Linked DNA regions of Arachis hypogaea: region 1 is linked to region 2. The links are chromatin contacts, called in public Hi-C maps. All regions are on one chromosome and are shown on one strand. The core of a region is the stretch at or near the end of the contact, and the rest is flanking DNA. Distances in the headings are between cores, read along the strand shown.

Region 1 (3,174 bases), core at 289-2,788, 97 kb after region 2:
TTTCCATGGTTTGTGAGGGAAATGGTTAGGGTAAGTTCTATTTTAACCCAAAAAAATGTCTACCATAATTGTTCGTCTGGTCCTGCTATTTTCAGTTTATTTTTCCCTATCTCGTTTTCGTACTAGTCTCATTTAAGTAATTTTTTAAAATATTATATTTTAATTAGAATGTTCAGAATTTATGATTAATTTATTTATCATGTAATATTAAAAGGAAAAAAAAGTTAACATATCTAACACATGCTGATTTTAATATAAAACTAGCACGTGGTATTGACACCTTGACGTATTTCAAAATGGATATCCAACATTATAAAATTGGATAATGATGATAATGAAAAATTATTTTATTAGTTTTATAGTGGGTAACCAATATTTTACGAAGATAATTTTCAACAGAAATTTATACCTCAACAAATAATTAAAAAAGCTCATTCACTAGCAAATACAACAATAAGTATAAAATTTTACAACCAATCGTAATATAAATAAAAATAATTTATTTTCAAAAAATCATCGCATCTAAACACATAACTTTAAAAATGTTTACGTGCATCAAAATTATATTATTATAATAAATTTAACACTCGCAGCAAAATTAGAAGGAAAAAAATTAGGAAAAAAAGAAACAAGAGGAGGAAAGAGAGAAGCTACTGGAAGAAATAAAGATTTCTTTCTCAAAATCTTCATTATTACATTTGAGAAATACAAGAAATTCGACGATCCAAAACAGAATAGCATCAAGAAAGAAGAAAAAATAGTGTTTCTTTTTTTTTTTTTTTGTCTCTTTCGTTTTTGGATAGATGATTGATTTTTTGTCTTAAAGAAAGTTTGAGCGAATGCAAGTCCAATAACCTGTCCTTCGCAGGTATAATACAAAACAAATTATTTATGGCCCAAACCCCAAAAATCTCATTACTGCAAAAACAGTTCTTCTTTCTGGTTTTCGTTATTCTTTTGAAAGAAAAAAAATGTTCTTTTAAAGCTCAAATTGAAAAAAATTTGAAAACACGAGAATATTTCGGTGTTAGTCATTAAACTTCATATTACATAACAGAACTATTAGTCCAACCCATATTTTTATAAGATTTTTTTTAGTGAATATTTTTATAAGATATTTTTTTTTTTAGTTTAATTTTGATACAATAATAGCATGAAATATTTTTTAGACAATCCTTTAATCACGTTCTCTTTTTTCGATAACTATTCACGTAGTCAATAAAAAATTAAAAATAGTCTTTATTTTTTATAATATATATGACATTACGCAACCGGTGCACTAAAGTTTATTTATTTAGAAAATAGCTCTGTTAGTTCGTCAACTCACCAAAAACTTGATAGACAACCTTTAATTTTCTTTTTGTCAGAGAATAGACTACTATTTTAAACTCGTGTTACAAAAGTGCAGTGGGCCAAAACCCATTTCATTTTTTGTCTTGAAACCCATTTCATTTAGTAGCAAGCTTTTGTGGTTGGGCCAGCCCATTGTGGCAACCATAATTCAGTGTATTTCACATGTGGAAAATTAATATTATCGTTTTTTTTTTGGTGAACAAAGGAGCCAAAGGCCCAAGCTACACTGAAACTACATTATGGGATGAGCCACCCCAAAAACATCACCTAATAACAAAAATTCTATCCTAGTTGGAGGAGAGTTCCAGTATTGAGTGGAACAATTTTGCTCAAGACTAAAATTAGCTAGCCAATCTGCACAAGCATTTGCTTCTCTGTAAGTATGAACCATGTTAACTGTCCAATTTCTTTCCATAAGCTCTTGAATTTGCAGTATAGCACTGATCCATCATCTAAAAATTTCCTATTTTGAGTGACACTGCTAATAACTGCTTGAGAGTCAATTTCTATTTTCACCTTTCTGAACCCCAATGTCCAAGCCATCTCAAGCCCCAAATAAAGACCCCATAGCTCTGCCATATATGCTGAGCAAACTCCCAAATTTCTAGTAAAACCCATCACCCAACTTCCGTCACTATTCCTAATGAGGCCACCACATCCTGCTTTACCTGGGTTGTTCTTAACTGCACCATCAGTGTTCACCTTAATCCACCCTTTAGGAGGTGGATACCATTTAATAATGGTTTTTCGACGAACTCTAGAATCATGCCTAGGAATCTGCTTGTTGATGGCTTTTCCAACCTCACAAGCATATTCTTGTATACTAATGTATCCAGCAATAGGTCTCTTAAAGGGGTATTGAAAGATCTCTTGATTCCTCCAATTCTAAAACTTCCAGCACGCTATGAAAAATATGTTTATCCATTTTTCTTGGCTGGAGAAGCCCCAATTATTACCAAGACTGTTTTCCACCCAATCCATCAGTTCCATCCGAAAGAAAGTTGCAATACCATTTTATTTAACGAATTTCTTCCAGACGGGTTTAACATCACAGTCCCTCAGAACATGCAAAGTGTCTTCTATTGTGTTTCCACAATGATGGCACATAGGCGAGCTACCATACCATTGACTTCTTTTCTTGTTAGTGAGGATCCTGTCATGAGTAGCTTGCCAAATAAATAATTTCATTCGCTGCGGTCCTTTCCAGGTCCAAATGCGTTTCCAAACTTCCCTTCCTTGAGATTGGATTCTATTGCTATAACAGTAAGCAGATTTAACAGAGAATCTTTCATCTTTGGAGTGCTTCCAGGCTAATTTATCAGGTGGGTCAGAAGCTCTCGGAGGGGGATTAGCACAAATGCGTTGAATGCATTCATCCGGCAAGAGCTGTTTAAGATGTTCTATCTTCCATTCCCCTTCATTATTCACGAAATCGCACACATAGTTATTCTTATCTCCACTAGTAGCGCTTGGGAGTTTATGTTTTAAGAGATGATCCCTTATATTTAACCAGTCATCCTTCCAAAACTTGGTTAAACAACCATTGCCTACCCTATGCACCAAACTTTCTTGGATGATAGGCCACAATTGTGATAAACTTTTCCAAAGGGCACTACATCCGAATGTCTCCCTCACCGAAGGGGTTGAGTTAGAGATACCATACTTGCTATTGAGAGCTCTTACCCACAGCGCATTAGAATGATTGATCAGCTCCCAACAAACTTTCAGGAGAAAAGCAGTATTCATACGTTCAAGACTCTTGAATCCAAGTCCTCCTATCTCCTTGGGTAAACATAAAGTTCTCCAATTAATTAAGTGAGC
Region 2 (3,045 bases), core at 486-2,985:
CCAATCCACCAAAGATTGTACTACTAATATTAAAATACCAAAATTTAAGAATATTTAATATGTACTTAACGAAGAAAATTAATATTTCTTTTGCATAAATGATATGGTTTTTAAATTTGTGACGAGGTATAAAGAATGGACTTGAAAAAGCAAAATAATAAGCCAGAGAATTTTAACAAAGAAGTAAATAAATGATATATTTGCGGAAGCCATCTTTCCAAATAAATTGGCCTACTATACAAGAAATTATCAGATTGAGTAAGAGGAGATATGCTATAAATAAAGCCATAAATATATTCATTGCCAACGCGTTCAAACAAATTTTTCAACGCAACAGCACAAAAAGGGTACACCTTCTATGACGAAAATTCTATTTACATTAAAAAATAAAATCAATTATTATATATTTTTATATAAATAGTTCATTTTAATATAGATCTAACATAATTATTTTTACAAATACATAAATTTTTATTTTTATTAATAAAAGTTTTAAGTGTTAACATATATGAATTAATAAAATTAATTTTGTACAAATAAATAAATAAATGATCGTTTTTATCTATATAAATTCACAGCTTTCTATAAATAAAATTAACATTTAAAAACTTTTGTGATATAAAAAATATATTTTGTGAATATAAACTTAATTTCGTTCAATTGATAATGTAAACCTTTTTCATTGTATTACTAAATTAAAACTTACCAAAATAACTGATATTCTTTAAACTTCTAACAGTCACACATTATTATTACTTATAATTTTCCCAAAACTATTAGATTAAAAAAAATATAGAGAGACAATAAATTTAATAAATAATATAATTATATATATAATAATTTTTTTTATTTATAATTTTTGTATGAGTGTAATGTATTTTTATTTTATTAAATTAATTCTAAAATATATTATTTATATTGTTTATGAAAATCATTGTCAACCTAATAAAACCGAATTGATTAAACTGCCGTAAAACCCTTTTTTACTTGGAAGTTTGAAAACAGTAAAGTTGAACCTTTATAATAACTTTAAAATTTATCATCTTCAAAATCCTTTCAGGCATAAAGTTATCTACATTGGTCCATGATTAGTTGGAAGTTAGTAAACAATGAAAGCTAAATTTTATTCTGTGTAGTTTTCCTTATAACTTAAAATTAGGAGAAATTAATTAATTAATTAATTGATGTAAAATTTTATATGATCAATAAAATGTATCATTTTTTATTAACACTTAGACAATTTTAAATATTAAAAATTAAAAATTAAATATTAAATTATAAATCTTAAATTTTAAATTTTGATAATATAAAAATAAAATATTGATTATTAGTTAATATTAATAAAAAATATTGTTATTAAGTAAACACACATAGTATTTTTATTGTATAAAATTAATAGTTAAAAATTATTAAATAATAATTTAATTAAATAATTTTTAAATATCAACTTTATATAAAAATAAATACACGTAAATTTTTATTTTATTATTTATATTTCTCTTAATTAACTAATTAAATTAATTTAAAAATTATATTATTAGTCAACTTAAATAATTCTAGAGCATTGGAATTATATTTTGCATATATAGTAATCTGTTAGCCAGCCGGACAGAGGGATATGGTGAAAAAAATTATATTTGTCTTGTCTTAATTAATTAAGAGGAGAAAGGGCTAATTAAGTTGAATATTTAGTGTAGTAACCTTTGATAATATGTGACCGTTTTGTAAAGTATATTTAAAACAATTAAAAAGCTTCCATTCTCTCTTCATTTTCCACTTCTGTGTATCTCTGCGACTGTGACAGGCTCTGTTCATAACTCATAAAAGCACACGCAAAGCAAAAAACACACACAAAGAAGAAGAAGAAAACAATGGGAGGAGTTAGAATGCACACGAAATCCGACTCCGACGTAAGCATCGACCAATCAACATCGTCGCCACCGCGATCTCCACGCCGTCCACTGTACTACGTCCAAAGCCCATCCAACCATGACGTCATCGAGAAGATGTCGTACGGCTCCTCCCCCGCCGCATCACCGCAGCACCACCACCACTACTATGTCTGCTCCCCCGTCCACCATTCCCGCGAGTCCTCCACCTCTCGTTTCTCCGCCTCTCTCAAGAACCCTAGCCGCCACCCTCACCACCACCACCACACCTCCTCCTCCTTCGCACCCTGGAAGAAGCTCAGCCGCCACGATTCCGAAGCCGCCGGTGACGACGACGACGACGACGACGACGCATATGATGACTCCGGCCGTAACATCCGCCTCTACTTCTGCTTCTTCCTCCTCTTCGTGGTCCTGTTCTCCGCGTTCTCTCTTATCCTTTGGGGTGCCAGCAAGAGTTACAAGCCTCGCGTCACCGTTACGGTAACCAACAAACGAAACCTTCATTTTCTCCGAGTTGACTCGGTGGTTTCATCCGAGTTGTGACTCGCTGTTTTTACATTTTGTGTAAAATTCTTGTGTACGAGTGATTCATGATTCATGCATTGAGGTTACCACTTACTTTCAGTAAAGTTTTCAGCTGGTGAGAGACATTATGGAGTGTGTAATTACCGAATTGACCTTCCCTCTGGCCCTGCATTCCTTTTTAACTTTGATTTAATGTAGTTCCGTTGTTGTTGGGGTTTGAATAATGCAAATCATGAGTTTCTGAATTGAATAATAATATTTGTGGGGCCTAAATGCGATCATTGTTTGTGTGTTCCCTTGTGCTAGTGCTTAGTTATTTGGAGTTTGGATAAGAATATTTATTAATAAAGAAAATGCAGAACATGGTGTTCTGGAATCTGAATGTACAATCTGGGAACGACGGAACGGGGGTGCCAACGGATATGCTGTCATTGAACTCAACGGTGAGGATCTCATACAGAAACCCTGCCACCTTTTTCGGCGTCCACGTCACCTCCACCCCTCTTCAGCTCAACTATTATCAACTCAAACTAGCCTCCGGCCAGGTATCATATATTAATATTTATTATTATTATTATTATTATAATTTCTTGATTGACTTTAGAGTATAGAGATTGGAAGGGGCCGT

The links. A called contact is a pair of places that touch in the nucleus more often than the background predicts.
Region 1: a Hi-C map of an unstated tissue shows a contact between it and region 2, with 4 times the contacts expected there. The contact joins the enhancer-like site here to the promoter of LOC112737151 in region 2. A contact is called at or near these places in 2 of 8 Hi-C or Micro-C datasets (leaf and an unstated tissue).

Annotation. Positions count from the first base shown.
Region 1 is chr13:10,949,308-10,952,481 of arahy.Tifrunner.gnm2.J5K5, forward strand. No RefSeq gene overlaps it. Among protein-coding and RNA genes, the nearest start is that of LOC140177437, 3.2 kb to the right of the region's middle. Within about 2 kb of position 1,539, at least 3 of the 3 cell types and tissues checked have open chromatin away from gene starts, as enhancers often do.
Region 2 is chr13:10,852,044-10,855,088 of arahy.Tifrunner.gnm2.J5K5, forward strand. It overlaps LOC112737151, which reads left to right and starts at 1,736. Exons shown (of 3, transcript XM_025786922.3): 1 at 1,736-2,372; 2 at 2,777-2,962. The coding sequence starts at 1,872.